Regions from separate parts of the Oryctolagus cuniculus genome. Here region 1 is linked to region 2. A link is a contact called in public Micro-C data. All regions are on one chromosome and are shown on one strand. The core of a region is the stretch at or near the end of the contact, and the rest is flanking DNA. Distances in the headings are between cores, read along the strand shown.

Evidence for each region. A called contact is a pair of places that touch in the nucleus more often than the background predicts.
Region 1: a contact with region 2 is called in a Micro-C map of ear pinna, with 4 times the contacts expected there. The contact joins the promoter of IGFBP4 here to the enhancer-like site in region 2. A contact is called at or near these places in 5 of 6 Hi-C or Micro-C datasets (ear pinna, embryonic fibroblasts, liver and 2 more).

What each region holds. Positions count from the first base shown.
Region 1 is chr17:22,051,515-22,057,789 of mOryCun1.1, forward strand. IGFBP4 (insulin like growth factor binding protein 4) reads right to left here and starts at 2,471. Exons shown (of 4, transcript XM_002719357.5): 1 at 1,633-2,471. The coding sequence starts at 1,981. LOC138846090 (a long non-coding RNA gene) reads left to right here. Exons shown (of 2, transcript XR_011383479.1): 1 at 1-1,103; 2 at 2,808-3,715.
Region 2 is chr17:21,982,800-21,989,840 of mOryCun1.1, forward strand. No RefSeq gene overlaps it. Among named protein-coding and RNA genes, the nearest start is that of TNS4, 22 kb to the right of the region's middle. Within about 2 kb of position 1,987, at least 2 of the 8 cell types and tissues checked have an H3K27ac peak or open chromatin away from gene starts, as enhancers often do. A contact at or near this core is called in ear pinna, where this site is marked.

The sequences.
Region 1 (6,275 bases), core at 1,221-3,720, 69 kb after region 2:
AGACTATCCTCCACCAAAGAATGGGGTCTTCCTACCTAAGCAAAGCAGAAGACCCTCTGAGGGCTCCTCTGTTCCAGTGGGCAAGAGAGGAGGAGGCGGCCATCTTTATCTGGTGCCAGACACCCGCCAGCCAGCGGAGGGTGGAGAATTCAAAAGGAAACTGGCCCCCGTTGTACCCAAGGAGCCCAAGGGCTCAGCCCTCACTCCCAGCCTCACTGGTGCTGGCATCTGTGCCCCAAGATCAGCAACTTACTCCCCAGGACCCCTCCTCCCGACGAGCTGGGTGCCAGGCTGTTTTCTGCTGACCCATCTCTCTCTGCCCAGGGGCAGGAAGGGCAGCGAGGCCAGAGGCCCGGACCCCTGGGGTCCACCTCCTTCCTGTTTTCCCTGCATCCTGCTCTCCTCCAGCTAACAGGCGGCAGAAGATTGAGGAAGTGGAGCGGTCTGGGACCCTGGGCAGGAAGCTTGGGGCCAGAGTCCCAGCATCCGGACTGCAACAATGGAAGCTTGAAGCACCAGGAAGAGAGACAGACACAGAGGCACAGGGAGAGCGAAACAGACGGAGCGGGAACAAGAAACGGAGGCAGAGATACAGACAGGCAGAGAGGGTCCAAGGGGAGCAGAAAGATAAAAACAGTGATGGAAAGACCAGGCAGCAGAAAAATGGAAAGCGAGATGAAAGTGAGAGGCCGTGCGACAGAAACAGAAGCGTGGAACAAGCTGGCGAGAGAGCGCGAGCGAGAGAGAGAAACTGAGAAAGAGAACTCAGGACGTCGTTAGTGAAACTGGCTGCTGAGAGACAAAGCAGGAAAGAACAAAAGAACACAAGGCCGAAAGAGACATGGGAGAGAAGCTGAGACCGGCTCACTGAGGAATGGAAACAGAGAAAGTGTAAGAATGAGGTTAGGGCTAAAAGGTCTCTCTCCCGCCCTCCCCATCGCTATCCCCTATCCCACACCCACGAGGTTTCCGCAGCTCTGGGCTGGGAGCCAAGACTTCTCTTCTGCCAGCTCACGTGGCACCTGCCAGGAAGAGGGAGCAGGGGAGCTTGGAGACCAGGCCGGGCAGAGACCCCTGTCTTTGCACAGCCCTCCAACAGCAAGGTGAGCTGCCTACGGCTTTGGGGACGGGCAGCCTGGCAGCCTGGCAGCCCTCACCACCAAAGGCCACCTCCTTTGTATTTCCCACTCCACCACGTGAGGATGTCCAGCTCTGGCTCCTCAGCCCCTGGGGTTTCACCGGCGTCCAGGGTGAGGGGCAGGCCCTGGTTCAGGAACAGAGCTGTCCCCACCCCCACTCCACCCCCATGCTCCAGTTCACTGGCCGTGGACAGCTCTCTTGACCAGACCTGGTCACTACATTTGCCACTCTGTCACCAGCAGCCAGACCTCTTCCCAGATAGCACCGGTGGGAGATTTGAGACATAGGGATGGGACACAGTCCCCTTAGCCGTGGCAACAGGCTGTTGGGAACTGGGGAGCAGTTTCTTTGGCTGAGCCTGTCCCGTGCCAGTCAGGCCCTGCCACGTCCCTGCCTTCTCCTCAGCTCACGGGGGATTTTTCCAGGGCCTTCCAGGCCAGCCGGAGGAGGGAAGAGCGCACCAAGAGGTCGAGCGAGGGCAGGGTGTCTTACCAGAGGGCTGCATGCTTGCCTGGATGGCCTCGATCTCCGCCAGCTCCATGCACACGCCTTGTCCTTGCATCAGCGTGTGCAGGGGTTTCTCCACCCCCCGGGGCGGGTAGCAGCGCAGGCCCGAGCCGCAGCGCTGGGTGTACACCCCGCAGGGCATCCCCAAGCCCAGGGCGCAAGTGGCGCAACAGCCGCAGCCCGGCTCCCGCACCAGCTCCTCGCAGCCCACGGGGGGGCGGCAGCGCGCCAGCTTCTCCTCGGAGCAGGGCGGGCAGTGGATGGCTTCGTCGCCCAGGCTCGGCTGGGGCCCGGAGGCCAGCAGCAGGGCGACCACGAGGCAGAGGGACAGCATGGTCGGGCGAGGACGGGGCGGGGAGCGCGGGCGCGCAGGCGGGTAGCTGGGGGCACGCGGCGGCAGCGCCCGGCGCGCCTGGAAGACCCGACCCGGAGGGCGCTGGGAGACGGGGCGGCCGGGCTGGAGGACCGGGACGGATTCGGGGAAGTTAGCAAGCGCGCCGGAGCGGAGCGAGCCTGGCCGCGCGGGCGCTGCGCCGCATCCTCGGCCTGGCCTAGGCGGGCGGCGGGCGGCGGGGGCTGGGGGCTGAGCGGCTGCCCGGGACCGGCTCCCCCCGCGGACTTTATACCGGCCCCTGGCCACACCCCCAGCGCCTTCCCAGAGGTGGGGGAGCCCGGGCGGGCGAGGGGGAGAGGGAGAGGCGGCCGTTAGGGGGAGGGGGCGCTGTCCTGAGTCGCCGCCGCCGCTCCAACATCTGAAAGTCCTTTGCTGCCGAAGAAGGAAGCGGCGCGGTTGGGAAGCTTTGCAGGCGCCCAGGGCGCCTCTGAACCCGAGTCGGGAGGGGAGAGCGGGAGAGGCGAAGCGAAGGGGCTGGGTTTGGCCCCCTCCCCCCACCAATCTCAGAGGATTCTGCCCCACCCCCACCGACGCTGCCCTCAGTCCCCACTAAGAACAGAACCTTCCCGCCAGGACTCCCTGCTCTGCGAATTCAATGTCCCTGGCCGGAGTCCTTCCCACCCCACCCCAGGGCTTCCAGGCTTCTGCTGGAGATCGGGCCGTGTGGGGTGGAGAAGGAGGCACAAGCACCCAGCGAGGGGTCAGGAAGGCCTGGCGGCCCAAGACTCTCTTCCCGCTGAACCCTTGCAACCTCCCCTTTCCCCAGGATCCCCCAAGGCTCATCCGGACCCTGGTCCACTCTGCCTTCTCTGGCGTGGAATCGACTGAAGGCCTGGGAGGGAGGAGAGGTGCCAAGCCTCTTCTTTCCTGGGTGTTTGCTTCAACTGTCCCAACGCACTCCTGGAAGGAAAATTGGCCTGCGGGATTGCCCACTCACAACACTCTCGGGTTGCGTCTGAACAACTTCGGGGACACTGCTCTTGCAGCCATTGTGTATTTGTGTAGTTGTGACGGTTTCCCAGCAGGTGGCAGTCAAGGGTTTGAGGAAGGGGGTGCCTTTTTCCAACTTGGGCTAGCATGGGGCTGTTCTTCCACTCTGTGATGTCCTATATCCCCAGCCCTTGCCCCAATCCTGCTGGGATTGAGAGGAGCCAGAGAATAGCATTTGGTGCAGGGACCCATCTCCTAAGGTCTTTCTCGGATACCCTAATCCCTGCCAGTCCGCCCACACAGAGGTTTCTGCTATCTTGCAGCTTGTTTAAGGCTAAGGGCACCTGTCCAGGCGTGATCTGTGGCCCACAGTGCACTGATTGGTTTTTTGCTTGGCCTGCAAAGCTGTGGGGCAACCAAGCTGAAGTGCAGCTCGAAGACTCCCTTTCGTACTTCGTCTTGTAGGGCAGGAGTCTTTCGGCCTCGCGGAGTCTGAGCCACCTCTGGCTTTCTGCAAGTGCAGGCTGCCCGAGTGCTTGCAGGGAGACCGGGCTGGAAGCCGGACCACGGGACAGACCAAAAAGTTGCAAACTGGCGGCACCTACTGGCAACTATGAAGACTGCAGAGGGCTGGAGCGATGGCCCAGCACAAGGCTCTGGGATTCTCTCCATCCCCTCAGGGATGAAATGGGGTCCCTTCTGCCCCTTCTGCCTTGGATTAAAAATAAAAAAAGGACAGACAGAGCCAGGTTCCTCAGGTCCTTGAGAAGAGCCCAGCCTGGCCTAATTCAGAGAAGTGCCCCCTCAGCCCCGTTCCTCTACTTGCAATACCTTTGGACCCCGTTCTGCCTCCAACCTGTCCTCTGACCTTAGAGCTTAACAGTTCCTAACTCCATCATCTCCACTCATCCTACCTGTCGAAGCTCTTGTGAGAATACCATGGTACCAAGAAGGATAGTTCTGATCCCGGTGCCAGGCTATTCCCTATACAGCAAACCGGGAAGGCATAAGGTACTGCCGGGTCCTGGAGGCAGAGGGGGCAGGAGAGGCTGGACAGGGCCAAGAGGCATACCTGGGCAAGCATGTGTGCAGGTATGTGTGGGAAGTCCAGAGAGGTTTCCAGGTGAGACAGAGGTCCGCTCTGATCCCAGTACCTCCCCCAGCCCCCAGTCCTCAGACACCTTCCCCACCCCACCCCTATTTCTGTCACAGAGGCAGGAGAATGCACTCCTAGGAGCAGGCCTTCCAAGTCCCTCCCCACCGTTCATGCAACACATATCTGAGCACCTTTTATGCACAGGCTTTGTGCTACATTCTGGGGGCCTTGTCCCCCGCCATGGAACTGGTGGGTTTTGTCCCTCCTCTTCCCCCCCCGCCCCACCCCTTAGCTTGTAGTGTCTGGGAGAGGCTGTAGATCAAAGGCTTGGGATGTGGAGTCAGAGGACCAGATTCAAAGTTGCAGGACAGCCACTTCAGAGCTGTGGGATCCAGGACCTGCCACTTAATATCTTCGAGGGTCATTTTCAGCCTCTGAAAGAAGGGAGCTAACCCCCACAGGAGAGTTGGATGAAGCCGAGGAGCAGAGTCAAGCACCGTGCTGGTCATTGGCATTCTCCACCTGACTGCTGCCTCCTTACAGACTCACAGCTCCAACCAGAAGCCTTCCAAGCAAAGGATCCTGGCCCTCCTTCCCTGCCATCTTTCCCAGCCCAGGGCTCCACAGCCTTCCGGGTCCCTGAGGGCTGGAAAGATGCCCCTCCCAGTGGGCATGGAAGAGCCCCACTTCCTCCCTGCCTCTTCCAGCCCCCCGCCTTCACTGGCTTCTGGTTTAGAGCCTCTCCAGCACCCTTGTTCCTACAGCTCCAGACCTCAGCTGGCCTCCTTAAGAAATGGGAAGAAGAGCTCCCTTTCCAGGGGGGAAGATGCCGGCCTGACAGCAGCACCGTGTCTGGTAGCGCCCATTAGTATGAGTGTTAACCCTTAAAGTCCACAGTGCTTCATGCTGGAACCTGGCTCTTTACAGCAACCTCATGGAATGAGTACTATCATTAACCCCTTTTTAAGACAGGGAGAGTGAGGCACAGAGCGGTATATAACTTACTCAAAGTCACACAGCAAGTAAGTGCAAGGACAGGGAAATGAACCAAGGTAATCTGATTTGAGTTTGCAATGAACCCCTATACTCTGCTGTCTTGCAAAACAGCTGTCAGAGCATTCTAAAGGAAGGCCAACATGAACAAAAGACGTACAAAGTGACATCCGGGTGAGGGGGATAGGAACAGGTGGCCCCCAGGCTTGAGATGCCTTAGACGTCCAGCCTCTTTGCCTCTCTGCCGACTTCCCTAGACTCCCGCTGTGCGCACACTGAGCGGTGGGGCTCAGATCCCTTCCTCGATGGCTGACATCCAGGCCCTAGGTAGGGCACCGCTGTGGTCTCCCCAGATGTGGGCAGAATAATGGTACATCAGTACAGCTGCCTGCCCGCCCCCCAGGGCCCCATCCTTGGAGAGGTCAGGACAGCCAGGATCTGCCCAGACCCCACAGTGCAGAGAGCAGCCTGGTCCAGTCCACTTCCGGCACCTACGTCCTTCCTGCAGGACACGTGGCTCCAGAAGTGAACCTGCGGGCCACCGCGACACTGAGAGGACAGGAGCCCATCTGTAGTTGGGCTGCCACGATCCAGTTCCTTGTCCCCAGACAAGCCAGCTCTTCTGCTTGTCAGCTTTGTGACCACGTCCCCTTACTCAGCTTGTTTCGCCATCTGTTAAATAAGCCATGAGTACTCACTGAATTGTGAAGCTGCTTCCAGCTCTGGCCGCCTAGGAATCTAGGACTCGCACCCTTTTGCATGGCCCAAGGCCCCACACTGGCACGGCTCCCGGCCCTCCCAGCTCTGCACCATTTCCAGGCTGACTGGCACCAGTGAAATTGTTCTCATTGGCATCACAATGCCCGCGTAGGAGACAAGTGAATGATGTTGGACACTGTGAGAGCTTCATCTCCACCCAGAGAGGGGACGAGGCTCACCCAAGAGCACACAGCCAAGACTTGTACCAGATACATCCACTGCCTGCTACAGACTGAGCCCTTCGTGCCATTGCCAGCCAGCTAGGAGCTCAGGACTCGAGAAGGGGAGGGTGGGAGAAAGAAGAAGAAACTGGGAGAATCTATGCAAAGGACGCTGTGAAAGTAGAAATACACAGGGGATTCTGAGCCAGGGGCCACATACTGGAGTAGGAAATAACTGACCCTGCCTCTGCTACATTTGCTGAGTCCAAGAGCAGGCTTTCCACTTGCCAGGGTG
Region 2 (7,041 bases), core at 737-3,236:
GGGCCCAGCTGCGTGGGTGGTGATGCTGCCTCGTGGTGGCTGTCGGACCGACCAGCGAGGCCTCCCCCAAGTGTGGGTGAGTGGCGACTAAAATGCTGCCGATTAAAAGGCCGAAACACTTGAAATTATTCATATATTCATGCACGTATGCGTGTGCGTCTCCTACCAGACTCTAAATCCAAGATGGCAGGTGTCATATTTGTTTTGTATGGTGTTGTATAACCAGCCTCCAGCACAGAGTTTGACACATAGAGGTGTTCAGTGAAAAAGTGTTGAACAAAAGGATGGCAAAGTTAGAGATGGGCCCTATTGATCAGCACGTCTAAGCCGCTCATTACACAACTGGTAGAATTGAAGCGAGAGGGTCTGGGGTGATGCAGTGGGTTAAGCTGTCGCCTATGACACCAACACTCCATATGAGCACAGGTTCAAGTCCAAGTTGCTCTGCTTCTGATCCAGCTCCCTGCTATTGCACCTGGGAAAGCAGCGGAAGATGACCGAAGTTCTGGGGACCTTGCACCCATGAAGGAGACCCAGATGGAGTTCCAGGCTCCTGGCTTTGGCCTGGACTGGACAGACCATTGAGGCCATTTGGGGAGTAAACCAGCAGATAAAAGATCCCTCTGTCTCTCTGTCTGTCTCTCTGTGTCTGCCAACCTGTCCCCACTCTCTGCAACTCTGCCCTTCAGACAAACTAAATAATCTTTTTTTAAAAAAAATTGAAGCTAGAGGGGCCAGCTCTGTGGCACAGTGGGTTAAAGCCCCTGCCTGCAGAGCCAGCATTCCATGTAGGCACCGGTTCGAGTCCCAGTTGCTCCATTTCTGATCCAGCTCTCTGCTATGACCTGGGAAAGCAGTAGAAGATGACCCAAGTGCTTGGGTCCCTGACCCACGTGGGAGACCTGATAGAAGCTCCTGGCTTCTGGCTTCAGATCAGCTCAGCTCTGGCCATTGCAGCCACTTGGGGAGTGAACTGGCAGATGGAAGAACCCTCTCTCTGTCTCTACCTCTCTTGTAACTCTTTCAGAATAAATTAATTAAATCTTTAAAAAAAAAAAAAAAGTTGAAGCTAGAAAAAATTCATGCCACCGAGCAAGTTAGTGCAGCCAGGACTAGAAGAGACTTGTCTTTCTCGGTCCAGGCCCTTACCTTGAAAAATAATAACATGATATACATTTTATAGTAAGATCAAAAGACATATAAACAGCTAAGTAGAGAGAAAGGTTGTCTAATAATTACTAAAAGTTATAAACCAGTGTTTTCATCTAACTTTGCCTTTTCCCTCTGGGGCACGCGTTCAGCAGATGTTGGGGGCCGTGGGTGGGGGTTCATCTCACCCCTCACCTCTCTGAGCTCTGATCCAGCTGAGGAGTGGTCACTGGAGACAAGGGGAGATTAAAATGTCAGCTTTATTGCTGCTCCAGATGGACCCGGGGAAGTGGCTAAGGCCCAAAGCCCACATGGCCTTCCCAGTCCCTCCCCACAGCCCTCCCACTCAGGGCACAGCAGCCGTACCACTGAAGCCCTGTAAGCAGAGGCTGGGCCCGGCCTGCTGGGTGCAGCCTGCAGGAGACAGGAGCAGGGATGGAACGTGCTGCTGGAGTGAAGGCGGGTCCAGACAGCACCAGGAGCAGGCCACGCCCACCCCAACCCAGGCCACGCCCACCCAGGCGTGACCGCCTCCTCTCAGTGAGAAACCCAAGAAGGGGTTACCAAGAAAGTTGAAAGATTTCTGCCCAGTACTTCTGAGAGGCTGTCAGTTTCTGGTTTGGGGGCTGATAACAGAAGGGAGAAAGTTACCCCCCTTAATGATGGCCTCTGACTCACCCAATACTTTTTCATAAAACTGAAAAACTTTTCTGCAGCTCTGATCGTGAGTTTACTGCAAGTAACAGAAAATTGAACAAGTCAGTCATGGAAGCTTCAGGGATACATTTTTCGTGTGTAACAGGAAATCCAGGCAGACCTGGGTTGGTGGGAAGTTCCGTGACGCCGCCAGGGACCAGGACTCCTGTCCTTCTGCCCCGGAATCCTTAGCAAACGCCTTTTGTCTGGATGCTCATGAGATCCCACCTGCACTTCCAGGTGTCTCTACGTTCCTGGCAGGGGCTCGGAAGACAAAGGTAGGGCTAAGCCCATCCCTTTTATCAGGAAAACAATGGCTTTTCCCAAACTCCCACTCAGTAAGTCTGTGCTATCCTCTCATTGGTCAGCATTGTGTCATCTGCGCCACCCCTCTGGAAGGCAGCCAATGACGTTTATTTTTTAACTTGGCAAACGTGGATTCTTCCACGTGAAGGAAGGAGGCGGATGGATACTGGCTGGCCGCAGGACCTGCCACAAAGCACAAACTTCACAAAACAACGATGAAAGAAAACCCAGAAAATATTGTCAAAGAATTGCTCTTAAAGCAAGGCTTGGGACTTTGTTTGTTTTGGAAAACACTCAAGAAAGAGAGAATTCCCTGTGCACTTTTGGAACATAAAAAGATTGAAAGCTTAGTTCAGTTTACAGAAAGGCATAACCCTGCTTCCTAAACCTAACAGAAAACACACCCTCAACAAGCTGCTTGATGTATTAACACAGCACACTAAGCTAATTCCCTCTCCCTTTGTTCTGTTACAGCTCTTGGCCAAATAAGTTCCAAAGAGTATGTCAGAAGTGCACTTTCTTAGGCCTTACGTATATTTTGTTTTTAACATTGTATTTATTTATTTAAGAAGCAGAGTTACAGAAAGAGGAGGAGAGACAGAGAGAGAGAGATCTTCCATCTGCTGGTTCACTCCCCAAATGGCCACAGCGGCCAGAGCTGGGCCAGTCCGAAACCAGGAGCCGGGAGCTTCTTCCAGGTCTCCCATGCGGGTGTAGGGGCTCAAGGACTTAGGCCATCTTCCACTGCTTTCCCAGGCCATAGCAGAGAGCTGGGTTGGAAGATGAATAGCCAGGACTAGAACCGATGCCCATATGGGAAACCGGCACTGCAAGTGGAGGCTTAGCCCACTATGCCATAGTGCTGGCCCTGTCCCTAAGTATCTTAAGACATCTTTGACCTGCAGTCATCCTCAGGGGACAGTTTAGCTGAGTACTGAATTTTTCCTTAAGTGACTGTGCCACAGAAACTTACAGTCTTTGCTCCATTGTGCTAGTGGGAAACACTGTGAATTTCTGATTTTTCTTTCTTTGTAGGTGACTGTTCTCTCTCTGGAAATTTTAGAGTCTTCTTATATTTCCAGGGTATTCTGGAATCTCAAAACCATGTATGTTCTTTTTTAAAAAAAGATTTTGTTTATTTACTTATTTGAAAGAGTTGTGGCACGGGAGCGGGGGGGGTCCTCCATCTGTTGGTTAACTCCCCAGATGGCCGCAACAGCCAAGGCTGAGCCAGACCAAAGCCAGACGCCTGGAACTTCATCCAGCTCTCCCATGTGGGTGCAGGGGCCCAAGCACTTGTGCCTTCCTCCACTGCTTTCCCAGATGCATTGGCAGGGAGCTGGATTGGAAGTGGAGCAGCTGGGACTCCAACATACTCATATGGGACGCCAGGTCACAGGTGACAGCTGAACCCGCTGCACCATGACACCAGCCCCCACGTTTGTTCTTTATGCTGGGGCTTGATGAGCCCTGTGTGTCAGAGGGCTTGAATGTTTTTGGTCTGCGAAATTCGGTTCAATTATTTATTTGAAAATTCCCTTCCCCTGCTTTCTCTCCCAGAAATACTTTTTATTTAATCATGGACCTCCTGTGTTGACTTTTTTCCATCTCTTATCTTTTCTCTAATAAAATTGTTTCTTTCCCCAATTGCCTCATTTTCTGAGAGATTGCCTTGACCTTAACTTTCCACTTTTGCACTGAATTTTAATGACACTGTTATGTCCAAGGGCTTTTTTTGTTTTCTAACCGTTCTTTTTTCATAGCACTGTTTTATAGCTCCAGTGCCTTCTTGCGAATGCTTTACGGTCTCTTCTGCCTACGATCTGTGTGTTTCCTCAAAGGTCTTATTTTCAGTTTATGTAGCTTCGTCTTTCTAAGTCATATTTCAGCCTTCCTCTAATAGCTTCTGGCTTTTGGTTTCTGCTGGTAACTAAGACAGGAAAGTTTCCTGGCAGCTCTGTAACGCGCATAGGAGGACAGCCTGTTTCAGAGCGAGCTGGTCTCTGGGTCTCAGGACTCCTAAATACCAGCCTACAACAGGCTTCGCTCTAAACAGCACCTCAGAACCCTGCTGCCCTGGTCTCTCTCAGACACTTTAACTCCTTTAAAGACCCTCCATCTGGGAGGGGGAGGGGGCAAAGCAAACACTGGCTGAGCCTTGTACAAACGCGGCTCAGGAAGTTCCTGGTTCCGCCCCCACCCCCCTTCTAAGCCGCACAGCCCCTCGGAGTTCTACTCCGCAGGCAGTCAGCACGGCCGGTGGCCGGATCCTAGGCTTCTCCAGGCCTCTTGGGGGCGGGGGGAGGAGGAGGAACAGGGTCAGCCCCCACCCCGCCGCGTGCATTCCAGACCGCAGCTTCTTCTACTCCGCTCCCTCCCCCACGTCAGCATCCTCAAGCCACTCCTCCAGGAATTTTGAGATTTCTTTAGAGCACAGGGGGCCCAGTTTCTCTTCGGAAGGATTCACGTGGCTTGAGTCAGGCCCCTGGGATTCCGAATCCCACCTGCTTGGTGAGCCCTTCACAGCTGCACACGGAGAGACACGCCCCCCCCCCCAACACCACGCTGTCTCTCTAATCACTTACAAGAAACCCAAGAATATGCAGAAATGGATGGAAGCTTTTTCTGTTAGGTAACACATTCCAGTGTGTGTTGATTGTATTTTAAATATGAGATTAAAATCAGACATGCCCTTAAAGCACTCCAGGAACCCTGAGAGTTTTATAGAATACACTCAGGAAACCACTGGCCTGGGGGAGGGAGGAGCATGGAATTCAAACAAAGCTGATGCAAATACAAGTTCGACCATTTGTTCTCTCCAAAGTTGGGTCCCTCGTCGGTACCGGTACCTACCTTGTTAGAGTGCTGCAGGGGTTAAATGAGATGATACACGCGCAAAGCACCTAGCACAGAGTTTGGTAGTTAATAGGTGCGCAGTGAGTGCTGATTGCTGCCCCCCCCCAATACTGGACCATGTCCCACTGTGTTCAGGGTACATCACCCCCACCCCCTCCCAGCTGTGGGAGCTCTACTCATTCTTCAAGGGGCAGATGAGGCATCCCCGTGGGTACAAAGTCTGCTCCGACATTCCAGAAGACAACCTGCTCCGTCCTCGGTACACCCCAGCCCCCGTTCACACCTCTGTCTTGGCTCCAGTCTGCAACAGAGGGAGCTGTGCACCTGCCGCTGGCCCCTGGCAGAGAAGAGCTCCTTCGAGGCAGAGTCTGGCTCTTGTCCCCGTGTTCCCCCTGGCACCCGGTACTGTGGCTGGCACAGAGTGGGCTCTCAGTCGGTGCGGGAATCCAAGTGGATTATGGGGAACCCTAAGCCACTGCCAGGCTGAGATACGCAAACCAAACCACGACCAAAGCGAGTCTAACGGGCCCACAAGCTGAAAGCTCTGTTCCTTTATCGTAGGAGCTTCCCGGCTGTTGTCACAACGACCTCCACCTGAAGAACCTTAAAAATCAAACCAAGATGGAGTGACTTAATCTAACACTATTAAAAACAAGAAGTCACCTTTGCCCCAAATAAAATTAAAGTTTAAAAATTATAGCCCTAAAGCCGGCGCCGCGGCTCACTAGGCTAATCCTCCCCTTGCGGCACCAGCACACCGGGTTCTAGTCCCGGTCGGGGCGCCGGATTCTGTTCTGGGTGCCCCTCTTCCAGGCACAGCTCTCTGCTGTGGCCAGGGAGTGGCCAGGCAGTGGAGGATGGCCCAAGTGCTTGGGCCCTGCACCCACATGGGAGACCAGGATAAGTACCTGGCTCCTGCCATCGGATCAGCGCGGTGCGCCAGCCGCAGCACGCCAGCCACGGCGGCCATTGGAGGGTGAACCAATGGCAAAGGAAGACCTTTCTCTCTGTCTTTCTCTCTCTCTCACTGTCCACTCTGCCTGTCCAAAAAAAAAAAAAAAAAATTATAGCCCTAAACTTTTTCACCCAAAGCTAAAATTAGGTGCAGCTATAAAAATAAGGGGCCCTATGCTTAGCTAGCTGCGACACTTGTGCCTGGCTGTGCTAAGACCTAACCCAGTTTGTATGCCTCCTAATACTCAAATAACAGTGTGGGAAGCCGGACGCTGCTCTCCCGCCAGGGGAACAAAGGGAGCGAGATGTCGTCCCCCTCAGGGTGAACAAGATAGCGCTGGCAGGGAAAGGAACTGCTGAAGAAGTAAACAACAAAATGGCGACGAGGTGCATGCCTCCCATGTGATCCCGTAGCTGATTGGATAGAAGACGCATGCCCTTCACATGATCAGCTCACGGATTGGACTGCTGTGTGCATGGCCTCCCATGTGATCCCGTAGCTGATTGGATAGAAGACACATGCCTTTCACATGATCAGCTCATGGATTAGACTGCTGTGTGCATGGACACTATAGTGCTTTTGATTGGTCGCTGCGGGTATATAAACCATGTGGCTTTGTGCTGGGGGCGCTCTCTGGACTCCCGAGTTCAGGAGGCCTGTTTGCGCAGACGCCGAATAAATCCTCTTGCTTTTTGTATCAGCTGGTCTGGACTCTGAGTCTTTGGGGTGTGCCTCTCGACGTGTTAGCATCCTCACTCAGAGGGTCTAACACACCTCCCCCTCTTCCACCTCCCCAAACACAGGGAAACACAGTGGACTCCAGGAGCCAGAACTCTGGTTGGCCTTGGCCTTGCCCTCCCCATGAGACACAGCAGGGAAGGAGGTGGCAGCAGGCAGAGCCACCTGGAGCTCTGAGCACCCGCTGGGTGGGGATGACCTGTTTAGGTCTGGGCCTGGGCAGGAACGGAATGCTTTCTCTGCTGGGCCACGGAAAGTGACAGAAGAAACACCTTGTGCCCGCACCTCTTCCCTCCTGCTCCCTCTCCCTCCGCCTCTCACCCCTGCAGGGCCAGGCCAGT